2 separate regions of the Drosophila melanogaster genome follow, and region 1 is linked to region 2. The links are chromatin contacts, called in public Hi-C maps. All regions are on one chromosome and are shown on one strand. Each heading gives the region's core, a stretch centred on a gene start, on an enhancer-like site or on the middle of the called end of the contact. The rest is flanking DNA. Distances are from core to core; before and after follow the strand shown.

Region 1 (3,482 bases), core at 162-2,661, 180 kb after region 2:
TTTGTGGGCTGAGGAAGGCATCAGGCGGAAGGATGGAAAAGGAACGAAGGACGTCGACCAGCCCTTTGAGTTTATTGAGCTCTCTAAACCGTTAGCTGGCATCGTGGCGTCCTGTGAGCCACCAATCTGGTCCTGGTTGTGATGCGGCCCTGGGCCTGGCATGTCAGCTTGTTTAATGAGGGTAAAATTAGCGCTGTCTCAAGCTTATTAGAGCCCCACTTGGGAGTTTTGGTTAATGCCAGTCACTTTGTGGACCCCGCCGCATTGCGACTCAAGTCAGTCTAAGGCGACTTAATTATTTTGATTTATAGCAGGACACTTGAACTATCGACGAGCGGTTTTAGAATGCCTTTGATTAGCATAAATGATGAGGCCCGCTGAAAGTTAAGTGCGAAATTCGTATGGCTCCTGCTGGAAACTGTGTGGGTGGCTCTCAAAAGTCGCCACAAATCAAGGTAATGACCTGCAGTTTTTGTTTTTTTGCGTGTGTCGCTGGAGTCGAGGCATTTTCTTGGCATTGCGCATACGCCGCGTGGCCCCAAAACAGCTCGCTGGCACGCAAATGAAAATGACCAATGTGCTTAATTTCTTAGCATACTTTTCTGCGCTGCAAGGCGCAAGAAATCAAGAACAGCCAGCCCCGTGCCAGTTGTTGTGGCTCCATTAGAAACGCGTTTGCCCCAGCTCTCATCGTCACACGTTTTATATGCAAATAAAGTGCTGTGTGCTCCACAAGGAGCAGGTGAACAAAGGCGCCACTCGGCAGTGACCACTTGGCTTGGCCACTTTCTGGCTTTCTGGTGATTTGCCCACCTGTGCTCTGATTGCTCACGCGACTCCAAAGGCTGTGGGTGGGCCCAGGGCCCACTTGCATGTAATAATAATTCCTTGGGGCTTTGGCCCCGCCGCCCATAAACATGGTAAATTGTTGCTGACTTTGTGACTTTGTTGCCGGTTAATAAGAAACTTGCGTCACGCAATATAATTAAGATAAACATAATTATAGTTTGCCGTTATGTGTTGGTTTTTACCACAGCCATTCAGGCATTCTAATCGCAAAAGTCTGGCGATTGAAGGGCGATTAAAGTTATGCTATAAAGGTATTTCGTTGATAAGCGTTCTAAGAATTCACGGACATTTAATAGATTGATTTCACAACATCGGCCAGAGGTCGCACTTAAATCACGATGCAGTTGTCAGCTTTTAGTAAGGAATCTTTAGTGGCGTTATAATTTCTTGGAATTTGTCTATGTCTGCTATATTTAGTATCCTAAGTCGATAATAACATTTGAAAATAACGTATCTTCGCGGCAGTCTCCGATATTTTTTCGGTATTTTCTAAGATGCCATACTGATTTCTAAGGATCGCGGGCACTGCCACCTTGGTATATAAGGATGGTCAGCGCTGCCATCCCAAATGCAAAGGATGTCCTGCGCTGCCATCATAACATACAAGGATGTCGGACGCTGCCACCCTGATTTCTAGGAATGCAAAAGGTTCATGAATCGGCTAAACATAAGCTATATTAGCTTTTAAGAATAGTCACAAACAAGCTTGAAGCTTTTTACTTTACTACTATCAAAGCTCTTTGCAATAAGCGGTTGAAAGCTCTTTAAGGGACCCTGGCGGAAGCTTTTTTACACTGCCTTGAAAAGTTCGTTTATACTAAGCAGTGCGGTGTTTAAATATCCTGTTTCAAAGCCACAAAGTTTGAATATTAGTGCCTCCCAAACTGTAACACTTTCACCACACGTACAAATACAAATAAGATGATTACTGAATAAACGACAACTGATTTTAAAATATTTTTTTCGTTAGCATAAAATACGTTGAATCCTTCAGAAATGTATTTAGCTCTCGAATCGACTTAATGAGCAAAAACTCTTTGAACACAAATCGTTTAGCGGCAAATGTGATTAATTAACTTTCGCTCGCCCGCATATTTCGCATGTCGAAATTCCATTTAACGATTGCAATTAATAATACGCGCTGAACGACCGAACGCCTGAAAGTGGAAGATAGGACTTTCGAAAGGACTCACCTAAATAAAAAATTCCGATAATCACGGCGAATGGTTTCAGCATGTTGTCATTGGTTGTAGTACAAATGGAATCCAGATATCAGCGGACGTTGTCTACTGTTCAGCTGAAATCGAGAGAGAGAAGTACAATTTGTTCAATTAATTATTGAAATTGAAGCGAACAGCTGAATAATTGCCAAAGGAAAATAAAGTAAACGGTGACACGGAAAAATATTTACAATTTCACTATTTTCAACGAGCTGAAAGCGCCGTTCGAGAGGATAATGAAATGGCAGAAAATCAAATAATAAATACGAAATGTAAACTGAACAATTATGCTGCCAGTGTCAAGCATAAAAGTGGCCGGCTGCATCTTCGCAAATGCAAATGTAAATTGCGAAATGCAAATTATGCATATTTTGATTGGGCCCAAAGTCAGCCGGAAGTGCTTAAAATTCATTTGTCAAGCTACTCTAGCATAAATAAAATTATGATGTTGCTTAAAAACAGCTTCTGTTGGTTTTTATAAGTTCAATTTGCCGAAGGTGAATGAGATAAGATTATAAATATACATGGTTAACTTTGAAGGAGAAAATTTTTAACTACTGTATTATAGTATATTTTATTGGATCTTAGTAACCAAACATGAAAATCCTTTTGCTGCATTCAACACTTCAACATAAGAGTAAGTAAGGCTAAATGTATCCAAGGACTAATTCGAATTCAATGTATTTCCTTAAATTCTTGTGACTTCCACAATTTACATAATTTCATTCAATTTTTGTATTTATAATCTGCGATTATGCAACCTTTTGGCAAAGCCTAATGCTAATGCGAGTGTGACAATCTCAACCGCCCTATGCAATTATAATATCCATTATGGTATGGGTCATTACGAATGCCATTTCGAGTTCACACATTAATTATTCCCAGATTTGTACATAACCCCAGGGATTTATTAGCGTCGCGTGATTGCATTGTCCTTGCCATTATTTTTGTTGTTGTAATAATTAATGTGGCACTTTATTGATTTTACAACTTAAATTTCTATTATCCGTGCGAATGTTAATGAGCCAAATGGGCAGCCAAGTGCCAGTGTAGAAGTTGTTCGATAAAAATGTGAAAATTATAACACGTAAAAAAGGTGAAAGCCAACAGCATAAATTATAATTGTGATTAATGGATTCACGGAATTAGCATGCCATCCATAATTAATATTCATTTGTAACGCAGCCCGCCATCAGGAGAGGTGGTTTTAATTTGGAGCCCCTCTTCATCCCGTTTTGCATCTTGAAGATGGGCCCTCATTGAGGGGCTCTTGGCCCAGTTAGCTACCCGTTTTGAGTGCATAGCAAATGAAGTTGGCAATAATAACCGGCAATACATCTTGCTCTTTAGCACATTTGCAACTTTCAGGCCCGCTTTTTCAGATGGTTTACACTCGGACAGGCACATCGCCAG
Region 2 (3,459 bases), core at 5-2,504:
TACCCACCCCTTGATGTCGTTTTCTGTGACTGAGCACACACACAAAAGCACCCAGAACACACCCACACACGCCCTGTGCTGCAACGCATGAACAAATATAGAAGATATGCAGTTATTTACATAAAAGCTTTATAAATATGTGCATAAGCTTGCCACTGTGTTGTGCGGCTGTGAGAGTGTGTGTGTGTGTGTGTGTGGGGGGGGGGGTGTGGCTTATGGAAGGGGGGGAGCATGCTGACGGCGTAATGGTGTGTGCATGTAAGCATGTGTCCAACTAATCGCGAGTCGAGTTTTTAGCCTGATCCTGAGGCTCAGTCGTCATCTGAGGCACCATATTCAGCTTACTGCCGTTCTGACGCAGAATTTTCTTGATTCCTCAAAAATCCGTCAATGGCACTGAAAGAAATTTAGGAGGGTATTGAAATATAAAAACTTATCACCTTCAATCATTATTTCTTGCAAAGAATGGGATTACTTTCGTAGTATTTCTCTATTTAAGAAGTGTTGACATAAGTAGTGCCCTTCCAGCACGTTTTCCCGCCTAACATTTCGCTGTTTTTTCGCAGTGTGTGCTGGCACTTTCCACGCTTGCCCCAACAACTGTACCAGACACCGTGTCTGCCACCTTTGAGCGACTTCTTCTCGCTTCTGCAACGCCGCCCTTGTGGATTTTTCCTAACAATTGCAAGTCGCTGGTGGCAGCCTAGCAACCGAAAGCGCGAAAGCCCTGGCCGCAGTAATGAAAAGCAAAGTTGTGAAAAGCGAGCTGGAAAAAATTGGTTGTGTGAAGGGAAGGGGAGGGGAAAAGGGAAAATAAAGCAATCATTGCACTTGTCCCGCGCATCAGCAACAACTGCTGACTGCAACAACAATATGGCCAAGGCTGCAGGTTTTTCATTTTTTCCCTTCATTTCTATATTCATTCCTGGTTGCTACGTAGCTTCAATTTAGCTTCGTTCCCACTGTATTCGTGTGCGCCTGCATTGGTGGTGTGGTATCGCATAGTACGTGTGTATGGGTTTAAGAGCTCGCCCACAATGGGCGTGGCAGTCATTTCCCGCAATTACGCCTACACACAACCGACCTAAGTCAGGGCTACAGATGGGGCGATGTAGATGGATGCGGATTGTGGATGGCAGACGACGGGGATCAAATTGAAAATGGAAATGGCATTGGAGGAGTTGCTCCTGCTGCGATAAGCCGTATTTGCAGTCGCTGCCACCGAGATGTGGCAACTCTGCCTAACGGTCGTATACGTATCATGCCCAGAAGTATGCAACACTTTTGTGAGCCGCTTCGTCTGATGAATTGGGTGAAATTAATTGGTGAACGAGATGGATAATAAGTTCTATTAGTTGGCAGATTAATATATGGCATTTTAAACTTCTTACATTATATTTTACTTGATTTTCATATTAAAATGCTGTTTCCTCACTTAGTATAGAAATTGGGGTTACATCAAACATAATCCCATCTAAAGTGTAACAACACGTTATAATGATGGAAACTAGGACAGAATCACTAGGAATGCATAATAATAGCCAATAAACCGTACAAGCTACTGCATGAATCGTAATGAGGTGATGAAGTTTCTTCGGAAATATTCATTGCCATGTGGTTGTGTAACCTGGCATACACCATATTTTCGCCCCCGTTTGAAAAACTCGAGGCTGTTGCAAGTGGACCTACAATTGCTCCGCTCTCTGTGTGCGGGTGTATTTGTGGTTGCCGGATGATTTTGACTTTTTGTGCAACTGTACGTCCGTCAGTCTGTGCGGCTTTGGCATAAAATGTTTCAAGTGTCATTTATATTCATTTTCATTCTTTTTTTTAAATGCCGGCTGCAGCCACGCCCACCGCCCACAAGCCAGCCCAGACCACTGGACGTCTGTGCAAATTAAAATGTTTCCGTTGTCGTTGTCGCAAATTCACACACAGACAGACACCCTCAGAAGGAATGAGAGAGAGACCCCTAGTCGGACGAGATTGAATTTTATGGCCCGACGTCGGGCGCCAGAGTTTCTGCGAGTCCTGTGGATCGTGGGCAGGATGTCAGGGTTGTCCGGATGCGGATTACACTAATTATGAAATGACATCGACAACGGCGTCGTTGATTTTAATGGTTTTCTGTTGTCAACCCAATTAACAAATTTTCTCGCCTTTCGCTTCGATTGCAGGAAGGATGCTGCTGATGTCACCGCCGTTGCAGTAGCAACACCAATCCAAGGAAGCCGAAGGAAAATCATCATCTGCTGCACCCACTCCTCCCCCCGAGAACAAGCCACACACATGTTGCTGCCACAGCTACGATGCTCAGCGCTGCCAATGCAACTGCAACAGCAACACATGGAGCAGCAGCAGTCGCGATTGCCGCAGCCGAGACTTATGTCATAACAAACAAACAGCAGCAACAGCAGCAGCAACAAGTATTTGTTGTTGCCGCCAACAAAATGGTGATACCAGCAACGGGAGCAACGATCGCCGGTATACCAACAGCAACAACAACAGCAGCCGCCGAGTCAACAGCAACGCAGCAGCACCAGCAACACCAACAACAGCAGCAGCAGCAACAACATGTGCTGTTCCAGCCGCACCTACAGACAACAACCGCAACTGCAGCAACCTGCAGCACACCTCAGCAACAGCAACCACCTCAGCCGCGGCAGCATCCCAAGAAGCGAAAGTTCGATCCAGCCGAGCTGGACAAGACCGAGCAGCATCCCCAGCAGCAGCAGCAGCAGCAAGTGAGTCTGCAGAAGCAGCAGAAACCCGCCGAAACAACTGGGAACGGCGATGGCCTGGCCAACGGCAATCAGCAGCATCGCATGATCGTGAGTTGCGGTGCAGGCGCCGGCAACAACAGTAGCAACAGCAGCAGCAGCAACAACAGCAGTCACAGCAGCAGCGATATCAAGCAGCAGCAGCAGCAACGTATTATCATTGCATCCCCGCAACATGCCAGCGGTAGTACTTACAAGCAACATGTTGCCAGCGGCAACAATAGTCACGCAGCCACAATCAATCATCAACAACGCACACACACGCCCACAACCGCCGTCTACTACCAACAGCAGCAGCAGCAGCAACAACAGCAACAACAACAACGTTTTAGCTTTAACTCAAACAATCAGCAACATTTACAGGAACAACACCAGCAGCAGCAACAGCAGCAATCCCTGCTCGATCTCAGCGAGTGGAACAACACGCGTGTCCTAGCCAAAATCCAGAATAACTATGCACCCGGGATAATACGCCACGCCCAGGAGGCGTCTCCCGACTCAATACTCGTGGAATTCGATTCCACCGACTTGGGATTACTGTTATATACGGATGTGTTGCACCAGGGTCGTAACCATGTGATACTCGATGCCAGCCCGCCCATGGCGGATGTGAGTACTCCGAATACGGTCTCTTTTGTCGCCCTAAATGCTAAGGTCATTTCCCCTTTTTCGATTAGAT

What was found. Hi-C and Micro-C count contacts between places; a contact is called where the count stands out from the background.
Region 1: a Hi-C map of the Kc167 cell line shows a contact between it and region 2, with 4 times the contacts expected there. The contact joins two enhancer-like sites. A contact is called at or near these places in 3 of 107 Hi-C or Micro-C datasets (the Kc167 cell line and the S2 cell line).

The regions. Positions count from the first base shown.
Region 1 is chr3R:20,462,965-20,466,446 of dm6, forward strand. Gfrl (Glial cell line-derived neurotrophic family receptor-like) reads right to left here. Exons shown (of 21, transcript NM_001300495.1): 3 at 2,043-2,146. The coding sequence starts at 2,085. Among named protein-coding and RNA genes, the nearest start is that of Gfrl, 20 kb to the right of the region's middle. Within about 2 kb of position 1,412, at least 30 of the 39 cell types and tissues checked have an H3K27ac peak or open chromatin away from gene starts, as enhancers often do. A contact at or near this core is called in the Kc167 cell line and the S2 cell line, where this site is marked.
Region 2 is chr3R:20,285,772-20,289,230 of dm6, forward strand. cic (capicua) reads left to right here. Exons shown (of 18, transcript NM_001275826.1): 2 at 2,178-3,389; 3 at 3,458-3,459. The coding sequence starts at 2,310. Among named protein-coding and RNA genes, the nearest start is that of CG4367, 17 kb to the right of the region's middle. Within about 2 kb of position 1,255, at least 28 of the 39 cell types and tissues checked have an H3K27ac peak or open chromatin away from gene starts, as enhancers often do. A contact at or near this core is called in the Kc167 cell line and the S2 cell line, where this site is marked.